Regions from separate parts of the Mus musculus genome. Here region 1 is linked to region 2. A link is a contact called in public Hi-C data. All regions are on one chromosome and are shown on one strand. Each heading gives the region's core, a stretch centred on a gene start, on an enhancer-like site or on the middle of the called end of the contact. The rest is flanking DNA. Distances are from core to core; before and after follow the strand shown. Region 1 has its middle 35 kb from the start of Ppp2r3a. Region 2 overlaps Ppp2r3a (protein phosphatase 2, regulatory subunit B'', alpha).

Evidence for each region. A called contact is a pair of places that touch in the nucleus more often than the background predicts.
Region 1: a Hi-C map of cortical glia shows a contact between it and region 2, with 2.1 times the contacts expected there. The contact joins two enhancer-like sites. A contact is called at or near these places in 50 of 484 Hi-C or Micro-C datasets (8-cell embryo, the AML12 cell line, the C2C12 cell line and 33 more) and 3 of 115 datasets of contacts at active chromatin or transcription factors (fibro-adipogenic progenitors, kidney and neural progenitor cells).

What each region holds. Positions count from the first base shown.
Region 1 is chr9:101,285,570-101,288,269 of GRCm38.p6, reverse strand. No RefSeq gene overlaps it. Among named protein-coding and RNA genes, the nearest start is that of Ppp2r3a, 35 kb to the right of the region's middle. Within about 2 kb of position 1,344, at least 11 of the 459 cell types and tissues checked have an H3K27ac peak or open chromatin away from gene starts, as enhancers often do. A contact at or near this core is called in cortical glia, where this site is marked.
Region 2 is chr9:101,179,097-101,181,796 of GRCm38.p6, reverse strand. It overlaps Ppp2r3a (protein phosphatase 2, regulatory subunit B'', alpha), which reads left to right. Exons shown (of 14, transcript NM_001161362.3): 5 at 1,360-1,462. Among named protein-coding and RNA genes, the nearest start is that of Gm24338, 43 kb to the left of the region's middle. Within about 2 kb of position 1,361, at least 33 of the 459 cell types and tissues checked have an H3K27ac peak or open chromatin away from gene starts, as enhancers often do. A contact at or near this core is called in cortical glia, where this site is marked.

The DNA.
Region 1 (2,700 bases), core at 95-2,594, 110 kb before region 2:
ATAGCATAAGTATGCATTTACTAATAGACTAGTTGGATTCACTAAACATTTGAAGGGATGCAAATTTATGCAGACTGGAGAGATTCAAGATAAACGTTGGCAACCGAGATGTTACGACCCAGTAACAGTGTTCAAAAGCAGTTAAGATAAACTGAATGGGGGAAGCAAAATTTGGCCTTTTAAGTCTGAGGGTGTTGTAAGGAAATAATTTTTGTAAGGAGTCTTGAAAAAAAACAAAAAAAACAAAACAAAAAACAGTAAAGCATGCACGTGCATCCAATCCAACAGACCTCCTTTCTAAAAATAAAGAGTGAGAAGTGTGGTGTCCTGAGGAGAAGGATGGGGCCCTTCAATCATGTGTGGGTTTTTAAATTCCCAGGTGCAGAAGTTGGAGAGGTGACAGAAAAGATCGTTAAAACTGCCACGCAGCGCAACAATAGAGCCAATGTGTGGAATGACTTTGTGCCCCACTCCTTCCCACAAACACACACCACACAGCATTTGGAAAGATTTTCTTAATGTTTAAAATACCATAATTTTTAAAAAGTGTATCTGGGTTTGGTGAAGTATATTAACCACTTAATAAATTATCTACTTTGTACCAGGGACTGCCTTCATATCCGTTGAAGTTTCATATATAAGTATGAATCAATAAATATTTAAGAACCATCTGAGGCAAGAATGTGGCTTTTTTACCCACACAGACTCTTTAAATATGTTCATGCCAGTGTCTTGTGATTAGTTTGGTATGTTTTTTTGCTCCCTCTTTAAAAAATGGCTATCAGATTATTTCTAAATTTTAAATTTTCAGAACAGACCTTAAGTCATCATCCAGAGTTTCTGCAAAATAATCAAACAAATGCAACTAGGAAAAGAAAATGGCCATTTTTAATCAAATATCCTTAGTTATTATGAAAGAGAAAAACATAATATAAAATCTCATATCTGTCATTTTTACTTATAAAATGATTGTGGCAATCTTCAGTTGTCTATTGATCGACACGATAAGCTGGTGTTTTATTAATATATTACATGTGTTAAGAATTTCTTTGCAAACAATAGAAGCCTGTTTCCATGCACTATCTGATCTATGCTTACAAATAAGCCTTGCTAAATTTTACTCTTCTTGGTAGCCTTTAATAAGCTGAATTTCTTAATCTTAGAGTTTAATCAGCCTGAATTATTCACAGTTATAACTGTGTTGAGTAAGTGATTTGGGCATAATTTGAGCAATGTTAGTTCTAAGTGAAACTGTTCCATCGTGGATCTCATTGTCCAGCCATGTGAATAATACAGACAGAAATTACACGTAGTGAGCAGAACGGTTTGTTTTGTCTTTGTCAATACACAATGGCCACTTCTCTTTGAACACAGAGACCCTATTAGAAATGCCATTCTCTGGATGACTGTAGACTGTGGGTGCAATTGTACAATCTTTCACTATTATCGATCTAAGAAAATTAACATGGATTATTTAACCATGGAATTTAGGGAAATCTGATCAGAATAAAATTGAGTTTTGTGGTACTTGCTGTGAACTAGCAGGCTCCATTTCTGTGGCTAGCGATTTAGTTGTTGCTTGGGAATGCAATCTAGCAGGCATCCAACTACCTGAGGAAGAATCTACCATTGGTGCCACTGGAGAAGAGGAAATTCTAGTCTGATTGGGGGGTGTGACTCCTGGAGGCAAGGGATCTGAAGAAACATGTTGGACATAAAGGTCTGTGCACTTCCTGACACATACTGCCTTGACTACATGTGACCAATAACTCAGCATAGATCCCCAGACATATGAATTGGCAGTCAGTTCACCCATCCCTGCCATTCCCAGCAGTTCTCAACCTTCCTAACATTGAGACCTCTTAATACAGTTTTTTACATTGAGTTTTTACATTGGAGTTTTTCACATTATAGTGACCCCAGTCATAAAATTATTTTTGTTGCTACTTCATAACTGTAATTCTGCTATTGTGGATTGTAATATAGACATCTGTGTTTTCCGATTGTCTTAGGCAAGCCCTATGGAAGGGTTTTGACCCCCGAAGGGGTAGAGACCCACAGGTTGAGAAACACTGATCCACACCATCTTTCAAACCATTATTTTTAATGTCCACTCCTCTGATCCTAATTCATTTGAAAGGGTAGCCTTTTTTTATCTAGGCTCTGACTGGTTATTAGGAAGATTCTGGCTTTGGGTTTGAATTCTAATACATCTCTCTTAATTTTGGCCAAATTGCCTTCTGAATTGCCCTACTGGCAAAATAAGACTACTAATAATTAGTAATAATAATATTCAGAAATCATATATCATTAGCCTGTGCTAGAAGGAGACTTCAAACTCCAGTAACTCTGGCTCACACCTCTACCCCAACACCATATTCCTCAGACCCAGGGCTCTTACAGAATCTTCCAGTTTGCTTCTAATCCCTAATAGTTGCTGTTGGTCATATTTTCCTGCATAGGGTTTTCAGTATGAAAGTGAAACAAGATAAATGTGCAATGCTCTTCATAGCGAGGAAGTTTTGTCAAAGCATAGAAGCATTGGAAGAAACAAAAAGAGATTGCTATATAAATATCTGCTCTAATAGTACTCATATTCTAGCTGTCTTCATTTCTTCTTGGAGATAAGGTTTGCTACCGCACCCCTCCTTAAACTCACATTAACTTTAACAAGGATCATATTAAATTTTAGTGGTAAGG
Region 2 (2,700 bases), core at 112-2,611:
AAGAATAACTAGAAGGTGATAATATAGAATTACAATATTTTGACATAGACACATGCATCCTGGCTTACTCTGTTAGTGAGAGCTGTATAGAATTTGAAGTTGAATAGTGAAGTCCTAAGCATAAGGAAATCATTTCCCTGCTGTCAGAGTGCCTTTGGGCTGGATTTAGAACAAGCACCTTAAATTCTCCCCTCCTCTTACGAGCTCTGCACTGGGTGTTGCCCAGACGCTGTAATGACTCTCTCACCAGGCATCTGTGCATGCGGCCCTCCTCACCACAACACTTCTTTCTTTCCTATTTTTCTCTGCTGGAAATCTCACGGGCCTGCTCTGTGCTTTCATGACAGCTGTACTCATTACTCAATACCGCAGTGGTTCCACAGTCGTATGATTCTGTTGGAAACCAAACACTGAACTGTACATTCCTTATAGGGAATAAAACTATCTCATTTTCTTTTATCCAAACCCATTCAAGGCCAGATAAAATACCTGACATACAGTTTGCATTCAATAATCAATTTGATTAATGAAGGAAAATCAGAAAATCTGGAGTTAATAATTAGATATAGATGATAAGAAAAAATTAAATGACCCCAAAGTTTCAAACCCAGAAAACAAAGTCTGAGTAGCACCCTTTTCCCTATTGTTATTGTTCTGGGTTTTGTTTTCAAGACACGGTTTCTGTCCTGGAACTAGCTGTCCTGGAACTAGTTCTGTAGTCCAGGCTGGCCTCAAACTCACCAAGATTGCCCTAGTTCTGCCTCCCAAGTGTTGGCATTAAAGTCATGTGCCACCTCTGCCTGGCTTAGCACCACCATTTTTACAAAAACTAACAAACATAAAAAACAAAGTCCAGGAAAAAGTAGTTGTTTTGCTTTTTCAGTGCTTTGACTTTTCTGTCAGGGTCTATGGAACTATGGTTGGAGGTGAGGAATTCTAGAAAGTCAGAACACGTGACAGAGGGCTTCGTCCCGAAGCTTGTTCTTTAAAAGTCAGAGTTTAAAGCCCCGTGAGGCTTAACTGAATGAGCCTTCTCCCTAATAACACATTTACCTTTATCAGTTAGTTTCACCCCATGGTCTCGGTCTCAAAAACATCCCAGAAGAAAAGTTCACCATCCTGTAATTGACACTCCTTTGACAAAAACCAGAAGCATGGAAGCCATGGTCAGGGGTAACAGTAGTAGGGGACTTGCACAAAGCTTACCCTTTAATTCCCAGCACTGAAAATGAAAAGACAAAGAACATTTGATTCTTAATCTAAATAGCACCCAAGTCAGCCTAAAATTACCAGCCTGTAAGTGTGTAGTCATTGTATGTTCTGAGCACCAGATCTTCCTAACCAGTGTTTCTTTTGTAGGTTGCTAAGTAACCGTCATGACGATGCTGCCAAGTTCATCTGGCTTCTGGCAAAGCCCAGCTGCAGCTATCTAGAACAAGAGGATTTTATCCCTTTACTTCAGGTGATATTTTTTTTTGTACCTTTTAAAAATGGAATTTATTTTTGGAGTATGAAAGGGGGTTTTTTGTTTGTTTCTTTGGCTGGTTGTTTCTGAAATTTTTTGTTTGTTAATAACGGCGTCTTACTGTATAGCCAGTGCTAACATCAAACTCTTAATCCCAAATGCTAGGATTAAGGTATATACCACCATATACCTTATGGTGATTTTTTTTCATTTTAAAGTATATCTATACTTGTAAAGTATAACTATAATTTTTCATTTTAAAGTGTAACTATGCAACTGAGCTACATACATCTAGAAGCCAGATTGTTAAGAATGGTTTTCAAATTGTTTTAGTAGTAAAAAAATCTTGTTAGATGGAATCTAAAACAAAACTCAGTATAAAATGGACAAAGCAGGGCTGTTTCCACTGTATCCAGCCTCCTCCCTAGCCAGTCGCGGTAAGCATGGAGCATCTCAGGAAACTGTAGAATTTAACATCAGCCATCGTTAAGAACCTAGCAGGAACTGATAGTATTTGGAAGAGATAAAATCAGTTTTCTTAATGGAGTGATCCTGGGTGTATCAACAGTTCTCCAGGGCAAACCTCATTGGAAGAGTTTGGAAGAGTTGGCCAACATAAAATGAACTAGGTTGCGAGGGGGGTAGGGGGACCAGGACGGGATGTTTTCTTGTTGTTTGTTTCTAAGAATGAGAAAAACAAAGTTGAGGATCAAAGTTGAGAAAGAATATAATCAAAATAATGTTGTATGGAAATCTTTAAAGAATCTGGTCAGAAACAAGAAAAGGCTATGAAATAATCAGAATAACTGTCACGAACTCTGTAGTCTGGGAGTTCGGTGAATCCTGACTCTTTGGTTTACGCACATATCTAAATGGCTCTCTGATTTCCCACTAAGATCTATTTGTAACAGAAGATTAGAATAGGAAAAAGAGCTGTGCATGATGGTGCTTGCTCGTGCCTGCCTGTAATCCTAGCACTGGAGACAGCAAGAGGATATAACCTACACTATTAAAATACCAAGAGCTGTCTCAAGAAACCAGTGGATGAATGATGAAATAAGAGAATGGAAACTTGAATCAATTATACTGAGGTTTGCAAGGACAGTTGCCACTAGCCCATAAAGGTAGGCAGGAGCACAGTAAAAAGAAAGCATGTGTAGGCGAGAAAAACAAGACACAAAGCCTGCGTATCAGAGCTTTCCAGCCTAGGAATCATTTAAGTTAAGGGCAGTAGG